Regions from separate parts of the Sus scrofa genome. Here regions 1, 2, 3 and 5 are each linked to region 4. The links are chromatin contacts, called in public HiChIP or PLAC-seq and promoter capture Hi-C maps. All regions are on one chromosome and are shown on one strand. Each heading gives the region's core, a stretch centred on a gene start, on an enhancer-like site or on the middle of the called end of the contact. The rest is flanking DNA. Distances are from core to core; before and after follow the strand shown. Region 1 holds the start of ZCCHC11 (terminal uridylyltransferase 4). Region 2 holds the start of CDKN2C (cyclin-dependent kinase 4 inhibitor C). Region 3 holds the start of SELRC1 (Sel1 repeat containing 1). Region 4 holds the start of NRDC (nardilysin). Region 5 holds the start of ZYG11B (protein zyg-11 homolog B).

Evidence for each region. Promoter capture Hi-C pulls out the DNA fragments that hold promoters and counts their contacts. HiChIP or PLAC-seq counts read pairs in DNA pulled down with a chosen protein or histone mark.
Region 1: a contact with region 4 is called in an H3K27ac HiChIP or PLAC-seq map of alveolar macrophages. The contact joins the promoter of ZCCHC11 here to the promoter of NRDC in region 4. A contact is called at or near these places in 1 of 5 promoter capture datasets (liver) and 1 of 2 datasets of contacts at active chromatin or transcription factors (alveolar macrophages).
Region 2: a promoter capture Hi-C map of fetal liver shows a contact between it and region 4, with 5 times the contacts expected there. The contact joins the promoter of CDKN2C here to the promoter of NRDC in region 4. A contact is called at or near these places in 1 of 5 promoter capture datasets (fetal liver), 1 of 47 Hi-C or Micro-C datasets (heart right ventricle) and 1 of 2 datasets of contacts at active chromatin or transcription factors (alveolar macrophages).
Region 3: an H3K27ac HiChIP or PLAC-seq map of alveolar macrophages shows a contact between it and region 4. The contact joins the promoter of SELRC1 here to the promoter of NRDC in region 4. A contact is called at or near these places in 1 of 47 Hi-C or Micro-C datasets (embryonic fibroblasts) and 2 of 2 datasets of contacts at active chromatin or transcription factors (alveolar macrophages and skeletal muscle).
Region 5: an H3K27ac HiChIP or PLAC-seq map of alveolar macrophages shows a contact between it and region 4. The contact joins the promoter of ZYG11B here to the promoter of NRDC in region 4. A contact is called at or near these places in 1 of 5 promoter capture datasets (fetal liver) and 1 of 2 datasets of contacts at active chromatin or transcription factors (alveolar macrophages).

Annotation. Positions count from the first base shown.
Region 1 is chr6:159,654,776-159,657,475 of Sscrofa11.1, forward strand. ZCCHC11 (terminal uridylyltransferase 4) reads left to right here and starts at 1,273. Exons shown (of 29, transcript XM_021096643.1): 1 at 1,273-1,429.
Region 2 is chr6:161,165,284-161,167,983 of Sscrofa11.1, forward strand. It overlaps CDKN2C (cyclin-dependent kinase 4 inhibitor C), which reads right to left and starts at 1,398. Exons shown (of 3, transcript XM_003127980.4): 1 at 152-1,398.
Region 3 is chr6:159,510,519-159,513,218 of Sscrofa11.1, forward strand. It overlaps SELRC1 (Sel1 repeat containing 1), which reads left to right and starts at 1,344. Exons shown (of 4, transcript NM_001243594.1): 1 at 1,344-1,521. The coding sequence starts at 1,416.
Region 4 is chr6:160,297,842-160,300,541 of Sscrofa11.1, forward strand. NRDC (nardilysin) reads left to right here and starts at 1,260. Exons shown (of 31, transcript XM_003127978.6): 1 at 1,260-1,813. The coding sequence starts at 1,470.
Region 5 is chr6:159,479,337-159,482,036 of Sscrofa11.1, forward strand. ZYG11B (protein zyg-11 homolog B) reads right to left here and starts at 1,281. Exons shown (of 14, transcript XM_021096631.1): 1 at 1,039-1,281. The coding sequence starts at 1,068.

The sequences.
Region 1 (2,700 bases), core at 23-2,522, 640 kb before region 4:
GGAGAGGAAGGAGGCTGATGGTTGGCAGCTGATTCCAAACCCATGTGAAACTAAATAAATGACTTCTAAAATCTTTTCTCTGGGGGGTTGGGGGGATGCTCCAGATATTTCTCCAGACCTCCTTTACTCCATTTTAAAAGAAATTGTCTGGTGCGTTCCTATTGCGCTGCGGTGGAAACAAATTCCACTAGGAATCCTGAGGTTGCGGGTTCCATCCCTGGCCTTGCTGAGTGGGTTAAGGATCCAGCGTTGCTGTAAGCTGTGGTGTAGGTCGCAGACAGCTGGGATCTGGCCGTGGCTGTGGTGTAGGCCTGCAACTGTAGCTCAGATTTGACTCCTAGCCCGGGAACCTCCACGTGCTGCCCTAAAAAGCAAAATAAAGTAAAATAAATTGCTTGCATCTTGAAAGAAGATGATTCCAGCTTTGGGGGGCTGACAGCATAGGCGGGGTCAGGAAAGGGTGGGAACGACCCCGGGGCTTCCTCTGTCCACCTACTCTCTCAGGTGTTTAGAAGCCCACACTAACCGCCGAGGGTCCGGGTGCCATGCCCGTGGGCCAGGCCGGAGGGTGCACGTCCCAAACCGGTCTTCCTTCCTGGGGGCGGGGGAGGCTTTCGGCCCCTCTTCCCGCTTGGGGGTCCTCCGCAGGGAGGTCCGCAGGCCCATGAATAGATCTGAGAGGCGCGGCTATGCCCGCAACCCCCGCCTCCTCAGGCCTCTCCGAGCTCCCCAGGGGGCTCCCGGACCGGGGCCCGACGCTGCGACCCTCGCTCGGTGGCCCCGCCCCTCCCCGCGAGCCCGAGCGGCCTCCGACCCTCCCCCAACGCTAGAGGGCCCCGCCCCCTCCTCGCGGGCTAACGAGTGTCCTCGCGCGCTCGCCCCTTCCCTCAGCGTGGCTGTGAGTGCGCTGTCCTCCCACGTCGGCCCCCTCCCGTTGTTTCTCGCCGCCACCTCTAGCCCCCGAACGTAGCCCCGCCCCCACTGGTGTTTACTGTCCCCCGCCCCGGTTCAGCCAGTGCCCTGGGGCCCCCAGAACGAAGGGAGGGGGCACCCCTAAAGCCTTCCCTCGGCGCTTCCTCTCTGGGGTCTCCGGGGCATCTATCGCCTACCCTCGCCCGGGTCAGGACTCCATTCAGGGTTCTGTCCCTCTCTCCCCTCCCCCTCTCCTCGGCTCCCCCCACCTTCTCCCTCGGCCCCCTCCCCTCAGCAGGTCCTCCTCTTTCTCTCCCCCTCTCTCCTCCCCCTCCCCATCCCTTCCCCCCCACAATGCAGTTCGCGGCGCGGCGGACATGGCGGTGGAGTCCTGAGCTCGTCGTGTCCCGGCCTCCAGCGGCGACGGCAGTGACGGCGGCAGCGGGAGGCGGAGGGGGAGCGGGAGCCACTGAGATGAGGAGGCGCCGCGCGCGCCTGTAGCTCGCGGGCCTCGCAGGTACGGAGGTTCTGGCCGCGGCGCAGCCGCCGGCGCCGAGGGGGTGTGCTCTGGGCAGGCCGGGCGGCCCCCTGTTCGCCCTCCTCAGGTGCCGCGCCTCGCAGGTGTCAGGGGCCCGGCCCGAGCGCGTGTCAGCCGCCCCCTTGGGGCCTGACACTTCTTTCTTTACGGGAATGGGCTTCGCGTGTCCCAGGGGAAGGCAGAGATGAGGGAAGTAGGGGCGGCGGCCTGGGCGGCCTGAGGTGGGCATCGGGGCGCGTAGGGGCCGAACTCCACAGTGAGGCTGGGGCTCTCGGCCGCGGGCCGAAACCTGTGGACCCGGGCGGCGGATTTGGAGTTAACGGGATAGCAGTGAGCATTTTCTGGGTGCGATAGGATTCCCTGCCATGTGTGCCTTTTTTTCACCCCTGCTTAGACATAGATATACGTATGTAATGTATAAATACACACACGCAAATAATACATAATAAACACTTATTCCGGGCCCGCCCTTGTCGGGTGGAGAGAAGGCCGAGGTGTCTGGTGAGAGGGTTTCCTTTCTTGGTCGCCCGCCTTCTCTCTCCCTTGCCCCCCAGTCGAAGGGTGGTAATGAACGCTTTTGACGTGGGAAACTGTGAGATTGGTATTTGTAAACATACAGCACTCGCGGAGTGTATTGTACGCCTCCGCGAGAGGTTTCAGGTCCTTTTGGTATCGTGATTGCAAAAGAATGAGATATTTAGACCTGAAAGAAGCACAGCATCGGGGTTTCTAGCCGTACCTGAATGGGATGAATTACTGCTATTTTAACAACGTTGATTAAACACCTTCTTTTTAAAAGATTATCAAATCTTTAATTAGATGAATTTTGTACCTTGCGCGAGATTTTAGTTTCGGTGTACCATGTATCTTCGCTTTGATATATTTTTGGTACAAAAGTAGTTCCTTACACATTTGACATTCGACCCTTTTTGTAATCGCTTTAGTGTTCAGAAATGCAGTTCGAATTGTGTGTTTTTGGCATGCATTTAGTAATTAGCTGGAGTGGATCAGATTACCTTTTGTTTCCAAAGATCGCCCCCCCCCCCCAGTCTTGTAGTAGCGAAATGTGTAACACTTGGTGAAACAGAACATATCCTGTTTTCTGTTTTTCAATTAATGAGAACTATTAGCTAATAAAACCGGATAATCCCAACTGGATATGATAATTTCGAGAGAATGCCATATCAAGGTGGTGAATTGTAGGATGTTTCAAAAAAAGTTTTTCTTTTTTATTGTTACTATCAGTCAGC
Region 2 (2,700 bases), core at 148-2,647, 870 kb after region 4:
ATTACTCTGGACGTAAAATGTAGGCTGAGCTGTCACGTACGTACACTGCTAATCTCTGTGAGGAATGTGTGCGGAGATTTAAGGGACTAGATCAGGGAAGAAAATACTGCGGAAGAAGAGACATTTGGGGGAAGAAAAGGCATTCACCCACCCTTGTTCACGGTGGTGACCTGAGCCACGCGAGCCAGAACCGCAGGGCAGGTCCTCGGGGGGACTCGGTCTCCATCCGTCTCGCCGAAAGAGTAGTCGTGCGTCCTCCGCTGCAGGGAGAGCGCCGCGGTGGCTGGCTGCTGACGTGCTCTGGGGGTTAAAGATGATCGCCAAAAGCAAACCAGAGTAGCAGTTCCGTGGCCCTCAAGTTACAGATCGCAACAGCTCCTCAGTGGCCTTGGCTTCTCGGGAAGAGCCTTTATTTGCGTCCGGGCCGAGCTGCGGGCTAACGCCGCGCGGGAGGGCTCCGGAGCCCGCCCGCCCGGCTACCGCAGCCCCGCCGAGCCTCAGAGGCCGTGGGAGCCAGGCTCGGCGCGCGTCTCCGGAGACGGCCGGGCGCGCGGCGGGTCCCCGGCAAGCCGGTCATGCCGGCCCCACAGGGTCCCGGGGCTTCCAGAAGCGAGGACGGGGGAGAGCGATGCGGGAAGCGTCTACGGGTCCGGGTCCGCTGAGGCAGCGCGCTGCAGCATCGCGGTCGCACACGGCAGCCCACCGGGAACTTCCCGCCTACGACCAAGCCAGTTCAGACTTCCTACTGCAGAAGTTCATTCAGCCGCCGCCGCCTCTTTTCCTTCCTTTCCCGGTTTTCTGAGGTCCTCTGGAGATCGCGAGGGTCCCCGGAGGTCCCAGGCCAAGCTTTGAGTATGGGGTGCTGCCACAATTCCAAGGCACAGCCAGTCCCGCTGCCCTCTCGGGGAAAGCCCAACGGCTTCGGCGCCCGGTGCCACTTCGCCAACCTCTCGCGGTCCCCTGGCCTGTGCCCCCAGCCTGTGGCGCCGAAAGGGCAGAGGCCGCCAGCCAGCTGTGCCCGGAGCGGAGCCGGGTAGCACTGCTTCCTCCAGAGCCGCAGCGCTCCCAGTGACAGTTTCTTTTGTAGCTGGTCCCCCTCAAATCACCGGTCCCGGCTCCCTTCACCCCTACAGACACTTGTGCGTCGTGCCCCTTTCTGGTCTTTTCCTTCCCTCCCTCCCTTGCTTCTTTTTTCGCTCAAACAATTGCTGCTTCTGTTGCTGCTGCAGAGACGGTGCCGGTTTCTTCTCCCTTTTTCCGACTTCATCAGCTTTTTTTGAAAAGAAAAAAATTGAGCGCTTTTTGAGTTGAAAAACCCGCCCCCATTTTAACGGCAGTTTTAAGGAGGCTCTGCAGAGTTGCTGGCCGCGGGAGCGGGAACGCAGGGCGCCGCCCACGCCCCGCCCTCCGCGCTGGCGGCGCTCGAGCTCTCGGCCGGGCTCGCCCCGCCCCTTGCCCGGCGCCCTTTTTCTAGCCTGTTAGCAGCTTGCATTCCTCCCTCCGTCTCCTGCGCTGGCTCCCACCCGCCAGCTCGGAGGCCCGGCCCCAGCTCGAGCGGCTTTCGGCCCGGTGGAGCAGGGTTTGACCTCTTCCCACTGGCGGGCGGAATGGAGTCTGCGGAACCCCGGGCTGCCCGGGGCCGGGAGCGGGGGTGGGGCGGAGGTGGGGTGAAAGAGGCTTGTTAATTAAGGCTGTGGAGAGCAAAGCTCGGTGGGTCTGGCTGCTGGAAGGCGGAAAGCTGGCCCGAAGCGAGTGTTTCCCCGGGCTTGGCGGGGCAGGCCGGCCCGCCTCCGCGCTCCCGCGCTAGGCTCTCGAAGTTCGGGCAGCCAGGCCTACGGCTGCCGCCGCTTCTGGGGCGCGAGCCGTGTCAACTCGGCCTCCTTTTCTCAGTCCAGAGCTGCGGCCTCGCACCTGCCAGATCAACGACCAGGGCCACGATGGACAGAGGTAGCTGCAGGGGTTGAGGGAGAAACCCAAATGACAGCAAAAACAGTGCTCTGAAAAAGGAGAAGTCTTTTATAGCCTTCTTCCTCTTATTTTATTTATTTATTTATTTTTTGCGAAAACTGAAGGCACTGTATAGGTAAGAAATCATGACGAACTCTGAAGCCTTCATGTTACAGGGACTTGAAATATTCCCTTTCTTTGGGGAAAGGGAGAAAAGCAACTAACTTTAAAGCAAAATAAAAAATAAGTCCTGGGAAGGGTTTTCTAACAAGACTATTTCTTTACTGTCACAGTTCTTTAATTTCTTAGATGAGACTTGTTTTGGGGGATGTAAATGTAAAGGAATCGTATCTTCCCTGGTCAGTCATCAGGACACCAGTTCTCTGTACTTTTTACTTCCTCTTGTAGCTATTTAAGATTAATCAACTACTGCTTTCTATATTTTTTGCTCTTAAAAATATCCAGCACTGCTGCATGGTGCACCTAGTGGTCAAAATGAAACTAAGCAAAAAAAAAAAAAAAAGACAGGTGGTCTAACTATTACTGGCCTATAGCAGGCATAATATCCTCAAGCAACATCTATACCCAGCTCCTTGAAGTACACGGGGACTATTAGCAACAAAAAACACACCAACAATATCTGGATAATCATCTAGCAACAGATTGTAGAGGGAGAGTTGAAACTGGGAAGAATCTGGCAGTGTTCTCTTTAACCGAATTGGTGAGAAAAAAAAAAGTAAATAACCAGAGCTC
Region 3 (2,700 bases), core at 94-2,593, 790 kb before region 4:
ACTTAGAGGGTCTTGGAGACCAGGCAAAGAGAGGTGATCTCAAAATCAAAGGTTGGGGCTTCTCTATATGAGAGATGTATTAAAGGATCTCCCAAGGTGATCAGGTGTCTAAGAAACCACTAGTAAATGTGGAATGACAACTGGAATGTGTTATCCTATGAAAGATGTGTTATGGACTTGAGTGTAAAATCATTTAAATCTTTAAAATAAAACTGGAATTTCGAAGACGTTTCCCAGGTTCAGCAAGCTACTCTCTAACAAGGACGTGGTTGGAAGTGGTCCATTCTCTGACGCCCTTAAGGATAGGTTAATAGTGGAGCCATTTGGAAGCAATGCTAGAGGTGCTGGGAAACCAAGGACTTGAGCTCCCCTCAGGGACATAGGCGAGGGCTGGCTGGGACTCAAAGAGAAATAGGAACTGACTGTCTTTGGAGAGCGTTCAGTCTAGGCTTTATGGAACTGATGATTCTAAGAAGAAAAAGCAAAAACCAGCTGAAATTCCTCTTTTCTTTCCCATATCCTTGACTTTTCCTTTTGTACTTCATTCTTTTATTCAAAAAATATTCATTGCACAGCAAATTTCGTATTTCCTGTGTGACCTTTGGACAATTTACTCTCTGTACCTCAGTTTCTTTCCTCATCAGCAGAATGGGGGGAATAACTCCTACCCACAATGAGTGCCTTCATGAGAATTAAATGAGGAAGCTCTTCAAATAGAATCTGAAACAAAGTTTAGCCCTGTTTAAGCATTAGCTATTATAACAGTATTATTACTGCTACTGTGATCCGGCTATCATCTTCCACAGCCATTCATTCCTTGGGTCACTCATGTTGGAGGCAGAAGGTGGGAATGGGAGGAAAAGAGAGATGAATCAGACTTTTCACTGCACTTGCAGCGACTTAAGAATATTGGTTTGTCCAGCTACAGCTGGCCCATAATGGGTGCTCAAAATACTTGCTGAATGGATAAACAAAAGCTTTCCTTCTAAACTGCAAGCCCTTTAATGGCAGGACCCATACTTCCTCGCTGTTGTATTACTAGCACCAAGCACTTGGTGAGGCATATGGTAGGCGCCTAGGCAACACCGAATTAACGAAAGAGCGGACAGATGGAGAGATAAATGACCAGAAGCGGAGAAGCATTAAAGCCACAAGACTGGCACAGTAAAGTGCTACAGAAAGACTGCTACCAGACCTGAGGAAAAGGTGAGACAGCCAAAGCCTAACAGCCAGAGAGCAGAGGAAAAGCTCAAGCTCCCGGCGCGCCGGGCTTTCAGGCCGCCGGAGGGAGCGGCGGACCTCGGCGGCAAGCCCCGCCCAAGCCCCGCCCCTCCGCCGCTCACGTGACCTGGGCGGGCGTACGGCGCGCGCCGGGGCAGAGCGGCGGGGTGATTTTGACTGACCGAGCGAGAGCCATGGCGGGCCTCGTGGACTTCCAGGACGAGGAGCAGGTGAAGTCCTTTCTGGAGAACATGGAGGTGGAGTGCAATTACCAGTGCTATCAGGAGAAGGACCCGGACGGTGAGCCCCGCCAGCACGGCCTAGGTTCACGTGGGGGCTCCGGACGCAGGGGCGGGAGTTGGACGGGTCACGTGAGGGATCTCTGAGGGGATCTGGAAGGGGTCACCGGCCGGGGACACGGGGTGTGTGGGACACAGACGGCCTTGTGGAGGGGCGGGGAGGGGTCGGTTGGCTTCCGCAAGGACTTGCTGGGCTCGCCGCGGGAGAATGCTCTGCCTGGAGGCCGGGCGGGAAGGAAAAGAAGCGTTTGGGCACGTGGAGGAGAGACCCTGGGGCTACGTCAGTGATCGGATAAAAAGCCGCGTCCTCAGGGAGCTTACATTCTAGTGGGGGTACTGGACAGTAAACACAGAGAAACACATGTGTAGCATATTAGAAATTAATAAGTGCAGTGGGAAAAGGAACTGGCTGAGAGGTACCAGAATTCAGGAAGGCAGTTTTAAATCGAGTGATTAGGGAGAATCATGAGAGTGACATTTGAACAAAGTGTAGAAGGTAAAGGAGATCCATGCCAGGCAGAGCTAGGCCCAATGAAAAGGCGCAGCGAGGTGAGTGTGCTCAGTGTGTTCTGGGAACATGAGTTGACTTCCCTGTGTGGGCGATGTGCAGGAGAGGTTGCCCAGAGCAGCCAGTACCTTTGGAGTGGTTTTCTTCTTCCTACTTTTTTTTGGGGGGAGGGGGGTGGCTCTTCTGTGGCACACCGAAGTTCCAGGGCCATGGGTTGTAACCAGAGCCACAGCGTGGCAGTGCTGGATCCTTAATCCACTGTGCCACCAGGGAACTCCTGCCTACTTTATTTTTATAAAAGAAAAAAAAAAAAAAAAAAGGCACTGGGCCTGTCTTCTAGTAGCTTGCAGTCTAGCTGCACGCTGTGGCATGAACCTGTAGTCCCAGGAGTTACTTGGGAGGCTGAGGCTGGAGGATCCCTTGAGCCCAGGAGTTCTGGGCTACAATGTGCCATGTGGATCAGATGTCCACACTAAGTTTGGGATCAATATGGTGACTTCCCAGGAATGGGAGACCACTGGGTTGCCTAAGGAGGAATGAACTGGCCCAGGTGGGACACAGAGCAGATCAAGACTCCCATGCTGATCAACAGCTTGGAGTCTAGCTTGAAGCTGACCAACTACACAGAGTTGCTCTGCAGTGTGATGGCTTAAATCTTAAGAAGCCAGGGTT
Region 4 (2,700 bases), core at 10-2,509:
TGCACCCACGGAGGTTTCCAGGCTACAGGTCGAATTGAAACTGTAGCTGCGGGCCTACACCAGAGCCACAGCAACACCAGATCCCAGCCATATCTGAGACCTACACCACAGCTCACAGCAACAGTGGATCCTTAACCCACTGAGCAAGGCCAGGGAGTGAACCTGCGTCCTCATGGATACTAGTCAGATTCCGTTTCCCCTGAGCCATGAAGGGAACTCCCTTAGCATTCACTTTTTAAAAATTATTTTATTCTGTTTCTCCCCATTTGAATGCATGCTCCAAGAAGGCAACAAATTTTGTTTTGTTCATGATTGTCTTCCCTATATCTGGAGCTGGGGAGGCCTAGAAAAATGTAAAGACCTAAAACAATCATCAAGATATCTCTGCTTCAAGTGCTTCTGCATTCACCATGTTTCTTCCTTTTGTGTGCTACAACTGCTTATGCCAAGGTTAGTAAATCACACACCTAGTACCACATCAGTTGCTTTTTATTTTCCAAGTACGTCTGTTTCAATCACATCTTGCCCACCAACGGCCACTGAAGGCAGGAAAAAACCTTGGGGAAACGGACTTAAGGGACAGGAGGTGGCTGCTCAGCGAAAGTTGGCTAACACTAACTGTGGACTCTAGTCTCTGGGGGAAGCTCAAAATGTTTTCGCATAGAAGAGTGAACACATTTACACCGGTCTTTTAAACACTTAGGCGAAGTGCACGACGGTCTAGCAAGCTGTAAGGAGGAGAAGCACGGCGGCTATTTCTCCGGTTCCGCTCAGCTCCACTCCCACGCAGCTTCCATCCGGCTGCAGAAAAACACTTCCGGCGTTCTGCTTTTTACGTGCCGAGTCACGGCCAAAACTCCACCCAGGTCTGAGGGGCATGATACGCAAAATACGACATGAGTGAGGGGAGGGGAAGCCTGGAAATTAATTTTCTCCACTCGCTTAGCGGTTTTCTCATCCGGGGAATATTTCTCTCGGAGCGGTGGAGCACTATTCAGCTGCTACCTCAAGCCACCTCCCCTCTTCCGTCATAAACGCTGCGCAGCCTCCCAGGCGCCGTTCTCCCGTCGTCCTCCGCGTCCCTCTCTCCGCCTCTTTTCTCTCGCCCCGCCCACTCCGTGTCCCGAAGAGCTCTCTGCGTGCTGCGAGATGCCGGCCCGGTCTCTTTGGTTCTTTTTTATTCCTTGTTCCCATTGGTTGATCACATGCACATGACTTCTATCTTGCCTTGTTATTGGCTAAAGTCAGTTGCGTCATCGACGGCGGGAGGGTGGGGGGGATGAGGGAAGTTGGCTTGGGGGAGACCGGATTGGGGGAGGGGTTCAGGCCTGTCCTCCCCGGCGGCTGCGGCAGCACCAGCGCCGGCCGCCACCGCCTCTGGAACGCGGAGGAGGAGGAGCGGCTGGAGAAGTAGGAGGAGGAGGAGGGCCCTAGGGAGCGGGATGCCCATTACTCCGGCTTGGTGGTGAATGTTGAGGAGAGTCACGGTTGCTGCAGTCAGTGCCACCGGGAGGAAGTTGTGGTGTGAGGCCGGGCGGGAGCTCGCGGCGCTGTGGAGAGTAGAAGCGCGGGGTCGGTGCGAAGACTCCGCGGCTGCCAGACCCTTTCCTACTCTGACCATGCCTGGAAGGAACAAGGCGAAGTCTACCTGCAGCTGCCCTGACCTGCAGCCCAATGGACAGGATTTGGGCGAGAGCGGCCGGGTTGCCCGTCTGGGAGCCGACGAATCTGAGGAGGAGGGACGGAGGGTGCCTGTCAGTAATGCCGGAGACCCTGAGATCGTCAAGTCTCCCAGCGACCCCAAGCAATACCGGTGAGGGAGGAGGCTTAGACCAGGGAGGAAAGCAGGGCGAGGGCCTCAGAGTGGCCGCTGTGGTCTCTTCTTGTCTCCGAATCTTCCGAAGGAGCACCAGGGGCACATTCCCAGCCCCAAAGCTTCCTTGGATGGAGGTGTCAAGAGCAGTTAGAGGCTTCCGTGATGTGTGAGCTGGACGAGGGGGAAAACTTGGGTTCCACAAGGAATCTGGATGTCAGAATGGGCAGGGTTGTTGGAATAATTTTGATACTCGCTAAAGCAAGAATGGAGGTTTCTCTGAGGAAAGCAGGCTGGATGGGCGGGGGGTGGGGTGGGGTATTGGTATTATGAGGAAAGGTTCAAGGAGCTGGAGATTTTAATTTTGGAGGGGATATTTAAGGGAAATACTATCATTATCCACAAACATTCCAGGTGCCCGTAGATGAAAGAGGGGTAAAACTAATGGGTGGAAGTTACTGGAGGGTCATGTGGCTTCAGTAAAAGAACTTAGGCATCAGAGTTGGCCTGAAATGAAGTGACTTACTTCCATGGTTTTTTTCTCAATGCTCGAATGGTTGGGTGACATCTTCCAAGAATATATTAGAGAGGGCTTGAGTCTCAGTTGGGTGAATCATAGAAGATTTGTAAGGTTTCCTCTCATCCCGCAATTCTCAACTTTTGGTTTGTATCATAATCCTCTAAACATCTCTAATATCTGGAGGCTCAATCCCCACCTGAGTATATTCTTCGCAGGTAGCCTATTCCATAGAATGTCATGACTATAATTATTTTAAAGAGAGATCATATTGCTTAGCTTCATTTTACAAGTTGAGGAAATTGAGATCCAGAGGGTTTGCTTCTTGCTCAGAATTACATAGCTAAATAATAACAGAGCTGGTATGAAC
Region 5 (2,700 bases), core at 31-2,530, 820 kb before region 4:
GGGCAAAACAAAAGAAGATAATAGAAGGTATTAAAGAGACTGTCATATCTGACTGCCAAACTGATCTGGGTTATTCAGATGCCCTGGTCTCTGCCTCCAAACAAAAACAAACCATTTGTTATGAGTAACAGGAAAGACTGTACATAAATGCTTTCAAATTTCTCAAACGGTACCTTCACATTAAAAGATGCTCAAAATAAAAATACATTCGAAAACACTTTAAGTTATTTCTGCCCAAAGGCGAGATATCTCATAAGACCATAGTATGCAGGGTGGCCCTCACCCCATGCCTCACTCGATCGCTCCAAAACACACTATCACTCAGGTTTTGCAATGACATTAGGAAATAAGGCTTGCAGGCTCTCTCGAAGCACCGCCAAACTCCCCCTTCCCTCTGCAAAAAAAAAAAGAAAAGGAAGAAAAAAGCCTAAGAATCTCTATCTGCCCGCCCTACAGCTCTTGGGAAGCAATCGCCCTCAAATTGTTCCTGTTGAGACCCTTGAATCCCGTAGAAGGAAATGGGGACAGCTGTGAGAGCGGGGAAGCGAGGACATCCGATAAGGGGGAGAGGAAATGTGGATGGTGGAGGACGAAGGGGAGAAAGGAGAGGGCAGTGGAGATAAAATGGTGAAAGGGGGTAAGAAGCGAGAGCAAGGAGCAGGAGCGAAAAAGAGGGAGGAAAAGAAGGGAAGGCGTAGAGATCCCAAAAGAGAGAACAAGGCAAAATGGTACAGAAGAAAAAGAAGGTCGGGTTAAAGGACAAGGAGGGGGCGGCAAAGGGGACCGCGAAAGAGGCTGTCACTGGGGGTGATTTTTAAAAAGGGTGTCACCGGGATGGAGAGAGATTAAGGGGGGGGGGGTTGTCACCACGGCAGGTGGCCGGAGACCAAGGGGAAGGAGGAGTGGGTCACCAAAGGGGAGGTAACAAGGAGGGGAGGTAAAGGCAGGAGCAGAAGGGGCGTCAAAGCTGGGGAGGGGCAGGCCCGCGGGGGCCAGGGTGGCGGGAGGCTGCGGCTCAGGCAGGCCTCGCTCTCTCACCATGGCTGCGCCGGCCTGGTCCTCTGGCATGCAGCCTCTGTCCTGGGTTCGGCGGCGGGCCGGGCCTGAGCCCGCCCCCAGGCTGAGCCGGCGCGGGGGCTCCAGGAGGCTCCGACGAGCGGCGGCTCCGGGCTCGGCCCAGGCCTCGGCCTCCTCGCCTCGGAAGCTGAAAGTGCAGCAGCCGCAGCCGCAGCCCGATCCCGAGCGCAGACTCCGCCCCCGAGGCTCCGCCCTCGCCCGCAAACACAAGCTCGGCCCCGCCTCCTCCCTCACTGCGCAGACTCGGCCCAGGAGCCCTGGCCACGGCCCCCCCACCGCTCCCCAACCTCCCCACCCCCGCCCGCGCGCCCGACCCCTGGCTTCTCCCCTTCTCAGACCCTTAAAAGAGCCACACGTCTTCAAATAACCAGTGCTTTAAAAACTAGAGATTTAAATATACGTCCTACAGAAGACTAGAGCTGCCATTCGTTTGGGTTGCATACAGACCCCTGTGCTTCTGTTCATTGTCGTTCATTTCTATTGTCATGTATTCTATATATTCATATAGAATATTCATATATTCTCTTAGTGATTTCAATTCTTTTAGATGATTCCTCTAGAGACCTAACTTCTCGGGTTCCTCGCCTCTAGGGATCGCCCTTGCCTCAGCCTCTCATTTCCGTGCTTATACTTTAAATCTGAATTTCAGATAACCCCTCTATAATCTCAATTTCAATCATTCAACTCTCCCACCTCAGCCTCCTTCCTCTCAGGCTCACTTCCTCAAATACCCGACTCCAAAAATTCAACTTTACCAAAACTCAACATCCAGTGCTCCTACTACCTTTCCACTATTCTTCACGGTATCCGATTTCCTTTCATGAACAGCTTAGATTCTACTGTCCATCATCCCTCGGTGTTCACTTTCACTTCTCCAGTCCTTCTTTCCTTTCCTTGTACTCACCTGAGGAAACTCTAATCCTACACCTGCAGCCAAACGGGGTAGAAGGGAGAAAAATCCAAAATCATACTGACTGGCCTCCACCTAGCTTGTTATCATTTTCGTCAAAAAAGCCCTTAACGCTTGGCGATCCTACTGCATTTCTCCAGTTCCATACGCTCTCTCACCTCACTACATAACTGTTTTGTATCTCTCCCTTTAAACCTCCAACACTTCTTCCCTGCTCACTGATGATTTCGCTTCCAATTCATGGTGAAAATGAAGCAAACAGGAGAATATAAGGTCCCACCAGTCACCATTACTTCCAACCCACCTATGACTCTGCTCTGCTTCTAACTCTGCTGCTCTACGCTGCCTTCCTCTCCTTACTACAAATGAGCTATTTGCCTTTTAGCTAAGGTCATACCTTCCGCAATTCTCAAACTGCAAAAAGGCTTGGTTTCCGCCCCCAATCAGCCACAAAACTGTTTTTGTAAAGTGCAATAAAAAGTAATTACTAGAAACATTAAATTTAAAAACAGACATACGAAATGCAAGTCCATATAGACGGATATTGATGCTTTTTTTTTTAATCATCCTAATCATTCTTCAGTGTACAGGTCAGTGACATTAAGTACTTTGTTGTGCTCTCGTCACCACCATCCAGTTCCAGAGCTCTCTCTTTTTTTTTTTTTTTTTTTTTTTGCCTTTTCTAGGGCCACACCTGTGGCACACAGAGGGTC